4 separate regions of the Zea mays genome follow, and regions 2, 3 and 4 are each linked to region 1. The links are chromatin contacts, called in public Hi-C maps. All regions are on one chromosome and are shown on one strand. Each heading gives the region's core, a stretch centred on a gene start, on an enhancer-like site or on the middle of the called end of the contact. The rest is flanking DNA. Distances are from core to core; before and after follow the strand shown.

Region 1 (2,700 bases), core at 104-2,603:
GTGACAACTAAGTTACATCACCGACCTCCAGAGACGATGGCAACTCTAACCGTTGCCAGGTCACATCGGACAACAAGTCGAGTAGAGGCCTCCAAATAAAAAAATAAAAATAATTCAATAGGAGTGGCAATTGATTAATATTTTAAAAAAATGGATGACAGAAATCTAAAAGACGTAGGGTAAGAAGAGATTTGAGATTAAACTAGAGAAATCCATAGATTTTTAGAAATCTATTCAGCTCATGTACTCCTTTAGTTGAAATTCTAGATTTTTAACACTGAATCGGGCTCAAAAGGCTTAACCAAACTTCACGACCACACTAGCCATACATCTCATGAAAAAGAAAGTAGCATTACACATGGATTATGTCCACAACGCCCAACTGCAGAATTAATGAGCAACGAGAAGTCCATTCAAATCTGCATGCTCTATTTTGTTCAAGGTCAACATTTGTAGCGTGCTGCCCATCAAGCTTGGTTCAGCTTGCTCAGCCGAGCCTTGGCTTGGTCAAGTTGCTCTGTAACCCATAGCAAATCATAAAACCACACTAATGTTAGACAATGCAAGCTAAGGAGAGAAAGTAACTGGACAAAGATGCAATGCTATAGCGGTTACTCTGCTCCGTTGTGATCACCGATTTGACGCTCTTACGGAAGAAGATGTTGCCAGCTTTCTGGTACACCGCCTGTTGCAAAGCAAGAAACTGTGAGTACGATGGACAAGCTGTGAGTTCGTGACGAGGCAAGCTACTCAAAATTTGACCCAGATCCAGTAAGCATATCCGTGCTCTTGCTCGCAACCTGGATAATCAAAGCTTCTACCGGTGCTTCACGATTGTCATCTGATTACTAATGTATTGAAATAAGATTAATTGAAAGTGTACAGCATCAGTTTATCACTGGCGAGCAACCTAGTGGTAGCCATTGGTAATTTGATACCAGTACCATCTCGCAGCACCTGACACAAACCGCAAGCAAGGGAGGGAGACAGAGGGGAAGAGGCTGACTCGGGAGGGATTCAGGTTGTCTAGCTCCGCGATCGCCACCTCGTGCGCCCGTATCTGCGCAGACCAAACCAAATCCATGCGGCAAATTATTTCTCTCATCCACCAGCCGAATTCGGAGAACAGTAGCAGGAAGCTTGCGTGGAGAACTACACGAAACAAAAATAGAGGTGTCGAAGTATGGGGAGGTAGACAATACCTCCTTCAGGAGTTCCACCTTCTTCTCCACCACCTCCTTTGCCGGAGCCAACCCTGCCGCCGCCGTCGCCATCTTCTCTGTCCGAAACCCTTCGCCGGAAAGACTCGGACACTTGGGGCTGGAGCACACCCGCAACACCAAGGAACCATGTTGAGGCCCATCCAGTCAGCTACTAGTCACATGGGAGGCCCATCTAGAAAACGCAGGCCGGATCGTACAGCCAGGCCCAGCTCCTCGGGTTTTATTGTCCGAGACCCTCTCGGGATCTCACTGCGCTACGAGCCTACGACTACGAGAGTCGGTCGCGGCTCCGTCCGTACCCTCCCGTCGGCGAAGTCACGCCCATCCCGTCCCAACGGTAGCAGTAACTTCAGGATTTGTGGCCGGGACAAGAGGACAAGGCTCCGACCCAGCGGGCAGAGTGGTCTGGCGACTCAGGTTGCCCAGGATGGAGGAGAAAGGCGAGGTCCGGTTTGTGGCCAGCGAACAAGGTAGGTGAATACTGATTAGGTTCTTGATTCAGAGTTCTGACGCTCAATGATTTTGCATGCTTCACTGTTCGGACTGAGTTTACTAGGAAGCCTGTTCCCAAAATGTACGTGCACACTGCACAGTATTCCTCTGTGATAGTGTTTACGAGTCTTGAATGAGGGGAACGATGGCTCTTGTAGAAGTTCCTATTAATTAATGCAAGTAACCAAGAATATTGCTGGATCAGTAGCGTCACTTTTGTATAAAATTATAAATTTTTCTTAAACTTTAACATTGTTTTGCTAAGGGTCGGCTGATCCCGGTAATCCCCCTAAATTCGCTAGCGGAACATTACCAGAAGCCGTGCTTCTGTTTGGAAACAAATATGCATTTGAATTCATCACAACTAAAATTCCATCTGGAACTTGTAGTGATCAGTGATTACTAAGTCTTAGCTTTTGCCACCATACGGGTTCATATAACTACAAAAGATGTGTATTCAAACAGGTTATGTGGAAAATTATACAAGACAATTTCTACTCAGCTAAGCCTCCAAGCTTGTTTTAAGTGCTGAGAGAATGTAGCCATACAGCTTCAGCGATGGCATTAAAAATCTGACAACATCAGCAGTTACAACACCCACCTATGAACTTCCACTGTTGATATGGTTAAAAGAAGAAGTGTAGTAGTTAATTTGCTAGTTTGTAAGGAAGATGGTCAAATCCAGTCAGTACTCTGTTTTGGAAGCTAATCTTCAGGAAATGCTTCAAGTGCAGACCTCATTAACAACTGAGTAATAAAACAATACCAAGTTGTTTGAGAAACCAATGGGGCATAAAACAAAAGGTTGGTTGATAAATCAGTGATATTTCTTTTTTTTTTCTTGTGTGTCATTTCATTAAGGTAGAAATAAAATACACGAGTCTCGAGTAATATTTCAATTTTAGCTTGAATTTAAAGCTCATCAAGAGAGGAAAACAAAATAGCTGTCATGTGTCATCCTTGCCAAAGGAGCTGTAAAGTTCAC
Region 2 (2,700 bases), core at 155-2,654, 240 kb after region 1:
AAAAAAATACTGCTAGTTGAAGCCAAAAGTCAATATCATATCAGGAGAATACAGCATGGCTAGACATCAATTGGGAATGAGGGTGCTAATTATATCCTATTTGCCAACTACAAAGGGTGGGCAGCTACCTCTTAAATTTTAATCGGATGCAACTCTCACTTAATTCACCTAAAGATTTTTATTTACACAAAATATAATATTTAGAATACCTAGACACATTTCTGAACCCTTCGTTAATACGTATTCAACCTTGCTTCTTCACCATATAAGATCAAATTCCTCTCAATATTCCGCTGAGAAATTTTTTTTATGTCTTGATATAAGAAGGGCAGACCCAGTGCCAGAGACTCCCAAATATACTATAATTTTAAAATTGAGAGAACATTGTTGCTGTAGGACGTGTAATATCCTGGAGCAACTATTTATTTTTAGACTGGATAGGGGGGCATCATGGCACAGTCATTTCACAGTACAGTTCTAATGTGCTGTCTAATTTCAAACAAAAGATGTACCAGTCAAATGAAAACCTGTGGCCTAACAGGAACATAAGACAGCTTAATCCTCACAACTAAAAACTAGCCCACTCTACCATTCTAGCAATTCATATAACACAATCGTCTATTATACTTTGGTGTCATGCCATATGGCTCCCAATAGCAAGGTTTCTCTATTCCTAGTTGCAGTCTATTCAATACCCTACTTTGCTTCCTAAACATAACGCTTTATTAAAGGATTACAGCAACAAAATCATACTTATTTTTTTTACAAGAAGCATGTTGGTTTTTATTTATTTACATCTCAATATATTAAGCTTCACAACTGGTATCACCTTTCCTTGAGCTTCGGATCATGGATCCTCAAGCACGGCCCTGCAAACACCCCAACCAAACTTGTTATGAGTAAAATAAAATCACTGCAAAACATATTAAGAAAAAGAGAGAAAGAAACGAAGGAACGGCCATACCGAGATTGCTCTTGGTGTTGACGAAAAGGTCGTGGGGACAGAACCGGACCATGTAGGGGCCGCACACGTCCGGATCGTCCCACTTCAGCTCCTTGTGCCCCTTCTTCTCCTCCTCCGTTAGGTTACGAGCTGCGAACGACAGCACCCGCGACGCGGTTAGGGGTAGGGATAGGGCACGGGCCGGCGTCATTCGGGCGAGGGGGGATCTGGTGGGTACTTTACCTGTGCCCATGAGCTCGTCAAGGAGGGCTCGCTGCGCGTCCATGGCGGAGAGGGCAAGGAGCCGTCAAGAAACCCTAAGCCAGGCAGCCCCTTGCTTCACTTTCTTTACCCTTTCCTCAGGACGATTTGGATTTGGGCTCGTCCTAGTAGAATCTAGGAACAGACGAAGATAAGGCGCGTTTGGTTTTAGTCACTAATTTTTAGTCTTCTGGTTTAGAGCAACTTAAATAGTTTTACAAAATACTACTTAAATCAATAATTATAAAGTTAAACCTATCGGGGAACATAATTAGGGGTACCCTTAAGGCTCCTAATTCTCAGCTGGTAACTCCCATCAGCATAAAGCTGCAAAGGCCTGATGGGTGCGATTAAGTCAGGGATCAGTCCATTCGAAGGACTCGATCACGCCTGACCCGAGCTTAGCCGCGGACAAGGGCAGCCGACCCCGGAGGATCTTCGCCTCGTCCGAGGCCCCCCTCCAGCGGCGAACATATTTCCGGCTCGCCCGAGGCCCTATCTTCGCCAAGAAGCAACCCTGACCAAATCGCCGCACCGACCGACCAAATCGCAGGAGCATTTAATGCAAAGGTGGCCTGACACCTTTATCCTGACGCGCGCCCCTCAGCCGACAGAGCCGAAGTGACCGCCGTCACTTCGCCGCTCCACTGACCGGTGTGACAGAAAGACAGCGCCGCCTGCGCCGCTCCGACTGCGGAGCCACTTGACAAAGTGAGGCTGACAGGCAGTCAGGCCCGGCCGCAGGCACCATAGGAAGCTCCGCTCCGCCCGACCCAGGGCTCGGACTCGGGCTAAGCCCCGGAAGACGGCGAACTCCGCTCCGCCCGACCCAGGGCTCGGACTCGGGCTAAGCCCCGGAAGACGGCGAGCCCCGGAAGACGGCGAACTCCTCTCCGCCCGACCCAGGGCTCGGACTCGGGCTAAGCCCCGGAAGACGGCGAACTCCGCTCCGCCCGACCCAGGGCTCGGACTCGGGCTCAGCCCTAGAAGACGACGAACTCCGCTCCGCCCGACCCAGGGCTCGGACTTGGGCTAAGCCCCGGAAGACGGCGAATTCCGCTCCGCCCGACCCAGGGCTCGGACTCGGGCTAAGCCCCGGAAGACGACGAACTCCGCTTCGCCCGACCCCAGAACTCGAACTCCGCCCTAGCCTCAGCCAACGGCCTCCGCCTCGCCCGACCTAGGGGCTCGGACTCGACCTCGACCTCGAAGGAGCCTCCACATCGCCCAACCTAGGGCGCGGGCCGGCCACGTGGGAGGCGCCATCATTACCCTACTCTAAGCTGACTTAGGCTACGGGGAACAAGACCGGCGTCCCATCTGGCTCGCTCCGCCAGATAGGCAATGATGGCGCCCCGCACGCTCTTTGATGATGGTGGCTCTCGGCCCCCTTACGGAAGCAAGAGGACGTCAGTAAGGACTCGACAGCCCCGACAGCTGTCCCTCCGCCAGGCTCCAGCGCTCCTCCGACGGCCACGACATCACACAAACCGGGC
Region 3 (2,700 bases), core at 89-2,588, 170 kb before region 1:
TTATCGAGCACATCCCTGACCCAGAAGGACACATAATATCTTTACCCCAGGATGAGAATTGTCAAATATAATTTACAAGGCACATATTTCAGGCCACCATGACATGCCGCAAGTCCAAATATTGATTACGGAACAATACATAAGTCTGCAGATCACAATGCATAGCCTGTCCTGGACCTTTAATACGAACAATTCTTGTTACAGAAACCTAAATAAAATTCTATCGACTAGCTATTCTTCATAGTAGTATAGTACACATAAATGGACCTTTCAATAGTCAATATCTAATAAAAATCTGCTCTGAAACAAAGAAATGGTCCGGGCCAAGAATGGGGTGCTTGTTTTGACTTTTATGCAAGGGAAATCGTTCCACACACAAATGGGGAACAAAATTAAGATAAGCTAACAGAATAGAACATCCAGCCAAGACAGCTTATACTACTAATATTTTATCTCGAAAATATTTCTTCTATGGCTTTCCTATATTCCTAGCAATCCATGGGCACAGGCTGAGGAAATATTTTAATTCAGATGAACTGTCACCTAATCCTACACATATTCCGCCTTTGCCTCATGGCAAAGAACATAATCTTTTTGGCTAAACACGTACACGCAAGGCGAAAATCAAACAGTCCTGCTGGAGCGTGAATGGCCACAAACACTTGGGGAGCAGAAATAATAAACACCGAAGGAGCTAATTAGTAAATCCAACTACCAGTACAACCAAATCTTGGGATACAGTTGACGGAAGCAACCCAGTTTGAGGACGAAAGGGACGAGACATGCGCAAAATCAGAAGTCGATCGCGCGAGCAACCGCTCGTAAGCAAACCCCAGTAGAAAGGGCGAGGGACTGGGGACGGAATAGAGGGTGGGAACTCACGGCGAAGTGCGCGAGGTTTACGACCGTCCAGGCTGCTCCGGGGGAGCAACCAGAGACGGAGAGGACGAGGAGCCAAGCGAAGAAGAGCAGGAGGATGTAGGTGGTCCAGACGCCCGGGTACATGAACCACTCTGTGTTCTTGTTCACGTCCACCGGCGGCGCCGCTTCGACGTAGTAGGGCTCCCCTCTCCGCCCCATCCCTGGACAGGCCTGGTCGTGCCGACGGCGCTGGATCTCGGGGTTACTTTCCGCGGTGGTGCGTGCGGTAGGTGCACGTGAACGGGAGGATGGCCAGGGCGCGATGGTGTCGTGCTGCGGTGCTGGGCGTGTGAGTGACGATGGCCGGCGCCGTGGAGTGAGAGATGACAACGGTTGCCGTCTGGCGGTCTGGGTTTGTTGATTGGCACTTGGGCTTGCTCTGGGTGCGTGCTGCTAATTGCGGAGATGCGTTGGGTTCGCTCGACCTCGACGCTCGTGATACTGCTATCTCATCTGCCTGATCCAACGAGGAAATATCTCAACCCTTCCAGATTGTTCCACGAGGGTGTATTAGCTGACCCTGGCCTCCTTTGCCATACATAATTTTGTGTGTGTTTTTATGCGAAAATAAACTATTTTTTTGAAAATTATGTATACTTTCTTTAAAACTCCTGTATTTCAAAGTGAAGCTAAACTAAACTAAGACAAAATTCTCTATTTAGGTCTAGTTTGGGAACTCCATTTTATTAAGGAAATTTCATTTTCGCTTGAGAAAATGAACTAATTTTTCTTAAAAAATAAAAATCTCTTGAAAAAAATAAGGTCGTCAAACTAGCCATTAACATTGGAAACCTGTGTTTCTTTATTTGACATGAAAACTCTAATCTTATTTAACACCAGTTTTATCTTTCGTCTTTACTGCCAACAATTTTGTTTGCTTTTGCTGTTAAGGCTATTTCTGATGCATGTTGCCCTACTCATTTAATATATGACATGTAGAATAGAAAGCTTATGTGACATGTGAATAAAGAGGAAACACAATAATATAGTATCTTGAGGGAGATATCACTCATGCACGAGATCATAATCATTAAAACATGAACCATCTAAATGGTCCACAGTTCATACTCTTGTACACATCTGCTAGCATTTAATTGTCTTGTGGGACTATAAAACAACACGTGATACTATTGTCAGGTACTTGAGAACCGGTTGCCCGAAGAAGGCCTAAAAGGCCTCCCAAAGATGGACCGCTAACCGACCGGCCCACCGGACGAGTAACTCGGCGGGGTGGATCTGCCGACCAACCCGTCCACCGAACAACCCGGCGAGGCGAGACGGCCGACCAACTCGCTCGCCAAGCAACACTACCGAGCAACCCTGTCGGGGACCATAATTAGGGGTACCCCCAAGACTCCTAATCTCAGCTGGTAACCCCCATCAGCACAAAGCTGCAAAAGCCTGATGGGTGCGATTAAGTCAAGGCTCGGTCCACTCAAGGGACACGATCTCGCCTCGCCCGAGCCCAGCCTCGGGCAAGGGCAGCCGACCCCGGAGGATTCACGTCTCGCCCGAGGCCCCGCTCAAGCAACGGACACACCTTCGGCTCGCCCGAGGCCCAGTCTTCGCCAAGAAGCAACCTTGGCCAGATTGCCACACCGACCGACCGCACCGCAGAAGCATTTAATGCGAGGATGGCCTGACACCTTATCCTGACGCGCGCCCTCCAGTCGACAGAGCCGAAGTGACTGTAGTCACTTCATCGCTCCACTGACCGGCCTGACAAGAGGACAGCGTCGCCTGCGCCGCTCCGACTGCTGTGCCACTCGACAGAGTGAG
Region 4 (2,700 bases), core at 42-2,541, 240 kb before region 1:
AAAGAAACGATGGTACAAAAGGTACAGTTGTTCTAAATAGCGGTTCTAAAGTAGAGGGATTGTTATGTCTTTTGGAACAGGCCATTCACAGTGGCAGGGCACTTGTTCTGAGTGAAGATGAGCTTGCTGATTCAGATCTGGTCTATGAAAAGTCTGTTGCTTTTACAAAGTCAATTCCGCGAAGACTGGTTTTTGAGAATACTCGAAGGAAGTCCAGTGCCAGGAGAAATGTGCCAGACAATCATGCAAGAACTAAAACACATCTTGTAGAAAATAAAATGTTGAGCAGTCCTGTTGAAAATAAATTTATCGTTAATGGAGGATCTGCAATGCAGACAATTGACCATGGACAAGAGTTTCTTTCTGATGTTGTTCATCAAGGTACCTTAAGAGTAGATGAACTAGCAAAGTTACTAGCTTGAGAGGTGATTGCTCTTTTATTAACCACACAGACCAGTATCAACATCCTTTGAACACATATGCAAGATTTGCATGAACTCTGAATTTGGTTAAAACAGGTCTCAGGTCTGTTGCGTCGTGGCGAGTCCTTTTTAACCTTGAAATACTGAACTATGGTGCTGTTTGGTTCAAAAAATGTAACGCAAATGGTAATGGTAATGGTTTCGGCTCGATTACTGGCGGTAACAAATTTGAATAGGCTGGTATCAAATTTTAGTGTGGTATCTGATTACGGTTGGACTAAAACAAACATGATTTAACGTTATCCGTTACCCATTACGTTACAAATATATGAACCAAACGGCACCTATAATCCTGTGCGATGTACAAACAACCTTCAGAATACATATTCTCTGATTTGTCTGTTGTCACCATAATTGGCCACTGATAAATAACTCTTCCGTTTTATGATTTCAGCGATGTGATGTGACAAAAAAAAACTATGCAAATCGACACGTTTAGTTTGGGAACCCTTTTTTTCAAGGGATTTTTATTTTACCAAGAGAAATTAGTTTATTTTCTCTTGCGAAAATAGAAACTCCTTAGAAATCCATATGTCCTTTTTGCGTTTGTCGCACCAGATGACAGTCGGAGCAAGCTGGCTTAAACAGTTGGACCGAACAACTTCATGGATTATACACAGCGAGTAGATTAGACAGAAGGATTTTAACATCAGTATGATTAAACTTCATCTAGATAGTGTTTCACGTGCTTCGCTATATATGACTCCCGCGTATAGTTTTTGACTCCTGCGTAGATTTTTTCCCCTATACCATGGTTGTAGTGGACAAGGTCTCTCCCTTCGCTTCCTCTCTCACAAGCGGAGGTTAGGTGACGGTGGAGTGGGAAGGGTGGTTTCGGCCTTACATACACTAGTCTCCGCGGAAGCTGATAAGCAAAGTCTAAAGACGACCTGACCAGAACTGCCTAATTTAACCTAATCTTAATTGTATTTATTAGTTTATACCCTCTCCGTTTCAAAATAGTACTACATCCACCCCAAAATAAAATTCATTTTACCTTTTTAGTTAATTCATACAATAATTAATATATTTGTTATATATATATATATATATATATATATATATATATATATATATATATATATATAGATTGTATATTAGGAGCCCTGGGCTTCCTTTAGTTATTGGAAGCCCAGGCCAGACAGTGCAATCCGGTCGAGCCGGACCAGGTCCAGACGTCTATAAAAGGAAATCCGTAGTGCTAGGGATCCGTTTTTACGCCCCATCTCGATTCATTAGCGACGGTTGCCAGGCCGGCGGTGGCGGCGTTTCCCAGGCCGACGGTGGCGGCCCTCGATCCAGAGGGCGAGCGGCGGCGGCAGCGGCAGCGCCCTTATGTGGTGGCGGCGGTTTCCAGGCCGGCGGTGGCGGCCCCCGATCCAGAGGGCGAGCGGCGGCAGCGTCCTTGTGCGGTGGCGGCGATTCCCAGGCCGGTGGCCGCAACTCCATTACCTCGACGCGCGGTGGCGGAGGTTCCTCGATCCGCAGCGAGGCCCTTGTGCAGGCAAGCGGCGGCGTCCCCGAAGCCCCGAGGAGGCGGCACTTCCAAGGCCGGCGAGCAAGCGACGCCCGTCGACGTGCGAGTAGCGACGGCGACGCATGAGGCACGATGTTCGAGCGAGCGACGTCACGGAAGGGGCGAGATGCGCGCAGCGATGATCGCGCGTGACATCCTCTGATCCGGCGCATTTTTCTTTTCGTTTATTGTGTTTTATGCCTACCACATGTATTATTTACGCTAAAAACTGTATGTTTTTATGCTTTAACACAGAGTTCGTATATCAATTTACTGCATGCACATTTGAAAGGAAATTCCTTGATTTATGCTGTTCTTAATTTGCGCGCATGCAATGGAAACTCCCACGATTTTGCCATAATTTTTGGATCTGTATAAAAATAGAAACCGCATGCATGCGGCTGCCATGTTTTTCGGATCTGTCATAAAAATAGGATCGTAATAACAACCTACTAAAGCTATCAACCTCTAATTGACTCGGTATTTACGCTTATAATTGAGGGATTTTATGCTCAAAACTTAAGGTTTTTACGCTCCACCCGTAGATGCGTCCACCAGTGAACAACATGCCAGATTTTTTACGCAGTCTAAGAAATTGCATAAATACCTACACCGTGTAGTATAATTTGTTTCAGTATACATCATAAACTAGTTCTAATGCGTTTAGTTGCATGGCTGTTGGAGGGATCCTATATTTATGAA

The links. A called contact is a pair of places that touch in the nucleus more often than the background predicts.
Region 2: a contact with region 1 is called in a Hi-C map of ear, with 3 times the contacts expected there. The contact joins the promoter of LOC103632296 here to the promoter of LOC100278221 in region 1. A contact is called at or near these places in 5 of 25 Hi-C or Micro-C datasets (bundle sheath, ear, leaf and 2 more).
Region 3: a contact with region 1 is called in a Hi-C map of ear, with 2.3 times the contacts expected there. The contact joins the promoter of LOC100273730 here to the promoter of LOC100278221 in region 1. A contact is called at or near these places in 3 of 25 Hi-C or Micro-C datasets (bundle sheath, ear and tassel).
Region 4: a contact with region 1 is called in a Hi-C map of leaf, with 3 times the contacts expected there. The contact joins the enhancer-like site here to the promoter of LOC100278221 in region 1. A contact is called at or near these places in 3 of 25 Hi-C or Micro-C datasets (ear, endosperm and leaf).

The regions. Positions count from the first base shown.
Region 1 is chr7:43,677,133-43,679,832 of Zm-B73-REFERENCE-NAM-5.0, forward strand. It overlaps LOC100278221 (Prefoldin chaperone subunit family protein), which reads right to left and starts at 1,354. Exons shown (of 4, transcript NM_001351007.1): 1 at 1,203-1,354; 2 at 1,007-1,060; 3 at 616-685; 4 at 255-517. The coding sequence starts at 1,274. The coding sequence ends at 468. LOC100192915 (a long non-coding RNA gene) reads left to right here and starts at 1,489. Exons shown (of 1, transcript NR_156482.1): 1 at 1,489-1,830.
Region 2 is chr7:43,919,165-43,921,864 of Zm-B73-REFERENCE-NAM-5.0, forward strand. It overlaps LOC103632296 (luc7-like protein 3), which reads right to left and starts at 1,405. Exons shown (of 9, transcript XR_555807.4): 1 at 1,187-1,405; 2 at 965-1,093; 3 at 830-869.
Region 3 is chr7:43,505,019-43,507,718 of Zm-B73-REFERENCE-NAM-5.0, forward strand. It overlaps LOC100273730, which reads right to left and starts at 1,339. Exons shown (of 3, transcript NM_001347697.1): 1 at 883-1,339. The coding sequence starts at 1,080.
Region 4 is chr7:43,434,625-43,437,324 of Zm-B73-REFERENCE-NAM-5.0, forward strand. It overlaps LOC542118 (CRS2-associated factor 1), which reads left to right. Exons shown (of 5, transcript NM_001111750.2): 5 at 1-646. The coding sequence ends at 422. Among protein-coding and RNA genes, the nearest start is that of LOC542118, 31 kb to the left of the region's middle. Within about 2 kb of position 1,292, at least 2 of the 20 cell types and tissues checked have an H3K27ac peak or open chromatin away from gene starts, as enhancers often do. A contact at or near this core is called in leaf, where this site is marked.